Linked DNA regions of Sus scrofa: region 2 is linked to region 1. A link is a contact called in public Hi-C data. All regions are on one chromosome and are shown on one strand. The core of a region is the stretch at or near the end of the contact, and the rest is flanking DNA. Distances in the headings are between cores, read along the strand shown. Region 1 holds the start of SLC22A5 (solute carrier family 22 member 5). Region 2 holds the start of SHROOM1 (protein Shroom1).

Region 1 (2,960 bases), core at 225-2,724:
GACAGTAAGTATAAATGAAAGGACTAAGACCTGTGTTAGGAATTTTAGCATAATTTTTTAAAAATCTATCATACTTTATGGAAATGTTTATATTTCCTTGTGTAAAACATGCTGGTAAGCTTAGCTTCCCATTCTCTATTTTCAAAGTGAAAATATTAGTTTACCTAACAGATTACACTTAAAAGTGTACATTTAGAAGACTATTATTATAAAAAGGAGCCACTCTTACTATAAAAAGGAAAATCCTTCAATGTTAAATTTAGCAACCCTAATTCTTAAAGGCCTTGGAACAGTGTTGTCCAATAAGAGAGCTCACAAGCTACATGTGGCCACTAAGCTCTTAAAGTATGGCTAATCTGAATTGAAATGTGCTATAAAATACACAGTGGATTCTTAAGATTTAGTATGAAAATTCTCTAAATATAAGATCGATGGTTTATTAACGTAAGAATATAAAACATTTCAGTAATTTCTAGATTACATGACGAAATAATAATGTTATGAACATATAAATTAACATATTAAAATTAATTTCATTCATTTCTTTTGACTTTATTATGTAGGGCTGCCCTACACAATACATTTGAACTTCGTATGTTCCCTGCATATATTTTATCACTATAAAATAATCCGTTGTTTATCAGAAATTCAAATTTTCACTAGTTGTCTTATACTTTGGTTTACTAAACGCGGCACCTTTACTAATATGACCACTAAAACACTTTATATTCTATGGGACAGTGAAGTTTGAGAATCACCTAGTTGCTTTTTTTCCCCCCATAACCCTTCAACTCTTAACTCTGTGCAGAAATAACTAATCTAAGGGAAACACTTAATCCTAGGCTGGGATCGTCAATAATCCTGAAGTTAAAATTTTACATTGGTTTGAACAGGTTAAAGGACAACAAAAGGGCTTGTTCGCGACCAAAATGGAAAGGGCATTTGGGTTAGTCATTGCTTCCAGTCTCTCCATGCGAGTAATTAACGGTTCCGGTTTCAACATAACCCTTCTCACTCTTACCAAGATGAGCGGTGTCAAAGGCAGTAAACTAGCAGTGCGACCGTGGGCTAGTCCCAGTCCGCCTTCAGACCTCCGTTAAGAGGGGTAGGGGGCGGGCGGAATTTGTACTACTCCAGCCTTCCGCCGCCTGGCCCACTCTGGCTCTTGCCCGGCTCCGGGCTGGGCCAACGAGCTGGGTCTCAGACGCCTCCCAGGCCCCAGGTCTTGCTGCCTCCCTCAGCGGAGCCAAAGCTCCTTCGGCTGTAACTCCGGGCCTACTAGGGTCTGCCCTGACCCGTCCACGCCGGGACCGCGGCTCGGCCCGAGACTGTGCGCGCGGCGGGCGGCCCGGGCCCGCCCACCGTCGTCACGTGTGGCCCCGCCCCGCCGTTGGGCTCGGCGGGATTGGCAGCTTAGGCCCAGAGCCCGCCCCAGCCTCGCTGTCTATGTAAGGCCGGTCTCTCCCGTGAGGCCGCGGTGGCGGCGGGAGCTCAAGAGCCTGCTCAGTCTGCGAGCGGTCCCTCAGGAAGGCTTCCCTGTGGGGACCCGACGCGCACGCGCACACCTAGCCCCGCCCCTGCGCGCCGCCGCGTCTTCTGACCCAGGGCCGCGCGCCACGGGCAGCGGAGGGCGGCATGCGGGACTACGACGAGATGACCGCCTTCCTGGGCGAGTGGGGGCCCTTCCAGCGCCTCATCTTCTTCTTGCTCAGCGCCAGCATCATCCCCAACGGCTTCAACGGCCTGTCTGCCGTTTTCCTCACTGCGACCCCGGAGCACCGCTGCCGAGTGCCAGACACCGCGAACCTGAGCAGCGCTTGGCGCAACCACAGTCTCCCGCTGCGGCTGCAGGACGGCCGCGAGGTGCCTCACAGCTGCCGTCGCTACCGGCTCGAGACGATTGTCAACTTCTCGGCTCTAGGGCTGGAGCCTGGGCGCGACGTGGACCTAGAGCAGGTGGAACAAGAGGGCTGCCTGAATGGGTGGGAGTTCAGCCAGGACATCTACTTGTCCACCATCGTGACTGAGGTGGGTACCAGCCCCGTGCGGGAGCCTGGGACCGGGGAGTAGAGAGGACCTTCGCAGTCTTTAAGGTCGCACACTCCACCCGCCAAGGTGTGCGCTGTCACTCCCTCTCCACAGACTTACTACACACTGGTGATGGGCATCCTCCAGCCAGGTGACTCGGGAGCACTTTGCACGGTCACTTCCAGCCAGATCTTGGCCGTCGCAGCACGGATGTCCGTGCTGGCCACCCATCGTGTTGGCTACCTTGACGAGGAAGCCAAGAAGGCCCTGGCGACTCCTGGTAGATACTCCAAGGTTTTAAGTAGTTAAAGACTTACTCTAGATGGGTGTGGGAATGCTGAAGACCAGAGCTAGAGCTTGGGCCAAGGAGCTGACACCGTTTTTTCCTCCAGCCTCTTAGCATCTGCTCAGAAAGAGAGGAAATACCCACCCCTTTACTTTCTTGAACTTGTAAAGTTAAAGGAAGCATGTCTATAAAACTGTCTCTTGCTCCTTTCTCCAGTTACTCCTTCCCCACCCACCTTCACCCCAAAATGACTGGTCCTTACCCAGGGAACTGTTTACCTTTTGTTCATAGTTAATCATTAGTTTTTTAGAATTCCTGCATCTAAAGATCCATTCAGGGGGACACCTTGACCTGGAATGTTTTGGATATTTTAAGGAAAAGTCATTGGGCTGATTAAGTTAAAGCATAACAACTTTAGTTCATAGAAGCAGAGGGAAAACCTTTCTCATTCCCCAGCTCCTTGGATTTTCCTTTTGGGTGACCTTGTTTATCCCCTGGTGACCTTGCAGTTATTAGAGCTGGATGTATGACCTGAGGTTTATGGATGCATGTAGATAAGCTTTGCATCTTACTCAGACACTGGCCCTCTAACTCCCTGCAGTTTCAGCAGAATTGAGCAAGCAGGTCACTGAAAAGGGTCCTCCTA
Region 2 (3,056 bases), core at 308-2,807, 490 kb after region 1:
GCGGGGCTTCTTCCAGGAAAACCTCATCATCAGGAAGGGAAGGAAGCCGAACAGACACCTTGCAGTTCTCTGAGACATTCTGCTCACCGTCAGAGGGGCTGCTCTGGGGGCCCTCTGCAGGACACACCTCTGCAGCATCTTTCTCAGTCAGAAACCTGGAGGCAGGGACCCCACACTGACCACAGTCACCAGGAAAGATGACCCTGGTTCTGCACCAGAGGAACAGTAGGGTGTTGGGGGGCAGGGATTAGGAGATGTGGTTTGCAAAAGAGGGTCAGAAGGTTCAAACTGAGGCTAAGTGGGAGGCCCTCTTCTTTCTTGGGCAGGATCTATGAAAGCTGCCTGCCCCCAGCTTTCATTCCCCAGAGGGGTCCATGTCTCTCACCTAGAACGTTTGGTCAGAAACAACGGTCTGCTGGTGGTTTCTGCTCCTTGGGGAACAGCCTGGAAAGGCAAGCAGATGGATGAAATGTTGCTCAGGTTTTCAGTCTTCCAGCTGCCCCCATCCCAAGCTGGCAACCCCCATCTTCCATACCTGCGGAATGGGCATGACCCCTCCTGAACTTCCCCACGGGGCCAAGACTTCTCCTGAAGCGCTCCAACTCCGACCGGCAGGTCTGTAGCCATGGCCGAGCCTCAAGGACCGGGGTTTCGGGTCCTCGATGTCTCGGGGCTGGGTCACAGGCAGCCACCTGATCTGGTGACCATCGAACTCCGCCGGGGTCCGCGGCTGCTCTTCCTGGGGCTCCAGCCTCCCAAGGCCTGAGCTGGAGCGGGCCTCCCCCGAACATTCCCTGGCCGGCGCACCCCCCTGACCCACGCGATCCAGCTTCCCCGGCTCGGAGAAGCACCACTTCCGCTGCTGGTTGGCCAGGCGTCCCCGGCCAGAGGTTCCCGGCCCGGGAGCCCCGGGGCGCGGCGGCTCCACTTCCCCCCGGGGTGGCTGAGCGAGGCGGAGCGCGGGTGCGCGGCGGAGGGCCGCACGGGGGCCGCGGGCCGCAGGCGGGCGGGCAGGCTCATGCGGAGCTCCTTGCGCTGGAAGGACGTCTCCCGGAGCACTCGCCGCTGCGCGCCCTGCAGCCGCTGGCGGTAGGCGGCCCGCGAGGCCGGCGGGCTGGGCGGCTCGGCGGCCCGCGCCGCGGCCTCCGCCTCGGCCGCCAGCGCGTACAGCAGCGGGGTGGCGTGGCGGCTGAGAGGCCCTGGGGTGCCCTGGAGCTCAGGGGGACGCGGCCCGCTGTGCGCGGCCGCCGCAGGCCGGGGCTGCGGGCAGGTGCGAGGGCCCGCGGCGGGCGCGGCGGGGGCCGGGCCTCCCCAGACCACGCGCACGTAGTCCCAGTCCAGGTAGGGGAGCGGGCGGGTCCCCGGCGAAGGTGTGCGCGGCTCCGGACCGCCGGAGGCGGCGGAGAAAGAGCCGTAGGCCGAGTCAGCGCGCGCAGACAGCCGCCGCAAGTCCAGGCTGCGAGTGGATGAGGCTGGGGAGGCGCGGTCGCCTCCAGGACCCAGGGCCTCCATGGCTCCGACGAGGGCCGAGGCTGGCCTGGAAGAGCAGACGTGGTGCGGTGGGTGAGGCGCTCCTGGGAAGGGTTGGGGCAGCCTGCTGGCCCCTCCATCACAGAGGGCCTGGTGCTTACACATCCTCTCTCTGGCCACAGGATCCTTGGCGCCAGCATTTGTCACCCCCTTAGTCGGGGCTAGCAAGGGCAGTAGGACCAAGGGAGCCACTATGGAGGGTGAGGGCCTTAGTTCACTTATTCTTGGCGACTAGCCCATTCCCCGCTGGGGCGCGCTCTTGGCTAGCAGCCCTGGCTCTACCCTGGCACCTTCTGGAGCGCTGCATGTACCCATACTCCTTCCCTCCCCCAGCCTGTCCCACCCAGGCTGCTTCCTGGCAGCTTTGTTAGCTTCTCCCTGTGATCTTTCCCTGATAAACAATGGTCAAGATCCGAGATCAAGTCCGAGATCGCAGGCCAACAAAGAAAGGAGGTGGGGGAGGCCGGGTCAGGTGGCAGGAGCAGCTTCAGAGCCTTCCTCCCTCCCTCTGGGCTGGTTGTGCTCCAGGTGCTTTCAATAAATATTTATCTTGACCCTCACAAGTGCTGTCTGCATTTTTACAGATGAGGACACCGAGGTTCTGAGGGAGAAATGATTTGCCCAGAGGCACACAGCTGGTAAGAGTCAGATCCCTGCCTGGAATCTGGGCCTGCCTCCAAACTTACTGCAGCCAGAATCGATTTCCTAGAAGCAAACCCTGCTGAAAGCCAGTTTAACCCCACCCACCCCCCAGATGCCTGAAGCCTCCAACAAAGCCCAGACTCCACTGTGGTAAATGGTGACCCCCCCTCCCCGCCGCTTCAAAATACTGGCAGATTCCTGGATAATATGTCCCCTGCTTGGGAGCCTCTGCCTTTTGTCTAGGAATGACAGGCTCACCGGTCTCTTTGTCCTGCCACTCTTGCTCCTACAGGGCTCAGCTTAGAGGTCTCCTGACCTTTCGGGTTCCCAGCGGTTCCTGAGCCTTCCCCCATCACAGCAGTCAACCCTACATTGATTGGCGGCCGTGTACTAGTGATTCAGTCTCCCCATGTCCACCCCTGAGCTTCCTGAGGACAGGCCCTGCGCTTACACATCTCTGTACCGTCAGTGCCTGGCAGGTAATGATGATAAATATTTGTTGAATGACAAGGAATGGAGCAGCCTTACAAGGAGTAGATGGGGGGTAGGAAGGAAGAGGGCACCTTTGCTTCTAGCCACTCTTCTCTCCCTACTTGTCTTTTCTGAGGAAGGGGACAGAATGAGTGAGGCAGTTGCCACCATGCACACTGATCATGTGACTCCAGTTGTTGGGAACCAAAGGAGCGGGCAAGCCCAGCTTGGAGCAGGAACAGCCAGAAATCAATACTTCCCCAGTGCCAGGAGGAGGAGTGAGGGGAGGGACTGGGTGGGTGTGCCTGGATAAGGGTGAAAGCAGCTTTGAGTCTTGGAACCAGGAGCTCCCTATGGGCTATGGGGACTGGAGGGGGTAGGGGCTTGCCTTCCCTGAGCTGCTTGATGGGGAG

What was found. A called contact is a pair of places that touch in the nucleus more often than the background predicts.
Region 2: a Hi-C map of omental adipose tissue shows a contact between it and region 1, with 3 times the contacts expected there. The contact joins the promoter of SHROOM1 here to the promoter of SLC22A5 in region 1. A contact is called at or near these places in 2 of 5 promoter capture datasets (fetal liver and liver), 6 of 47 Hi-C or Micro-C datasets (alveolar macrophages, embryonic fibroblasts, mesenteric adipose tissue and 3 more) and 1 of 2 datasets of contacts at active chromatin or transcription factors (alveolar macrophages).

Annotation. Positions count from the first base shown.
Region 1 is chr2:134,659,322-134,662,281 of Sscrofa11.1, forward strand. SLC22A5 (solute carrier family 22 member 5) reads left to right here and starts at 1,475. Exons shown (of 14, transcript XM_021085423.1): 1 at 1,475-2,028. The coding sequence starts at 1,636. It overlaps LOC102157444 (a long non-coding RNA gene), which reads right to left and starts at 1,338. Exons shown (of 4, transcript XR_001307200.2): 1 at 1,022-1,338.
Region 2 is chr2:135,150,983-135,154,038 of Sscrofa11.1, forward strand. It overlaps SHROOM1 (protein Shroom1), which reads right to left and starts at 1,558. Exons shown (of 8, transcript XM_021084746.1): 1 at 930-1,558; 2 at 536-927; 3 at 386-444; 4 at 1-155. The coding sequence starts at 1,512. It overlaps LOC102159960 (a long non-coding RNA gene), which reads left to right and starts at 1,468. Exons shown (of 6, transcript XR_002341904.1): 1 at 1,468-1,559; 2 at 1,653-1,730; 3 at 2,115-2,168; 4 at 2,465-3,056.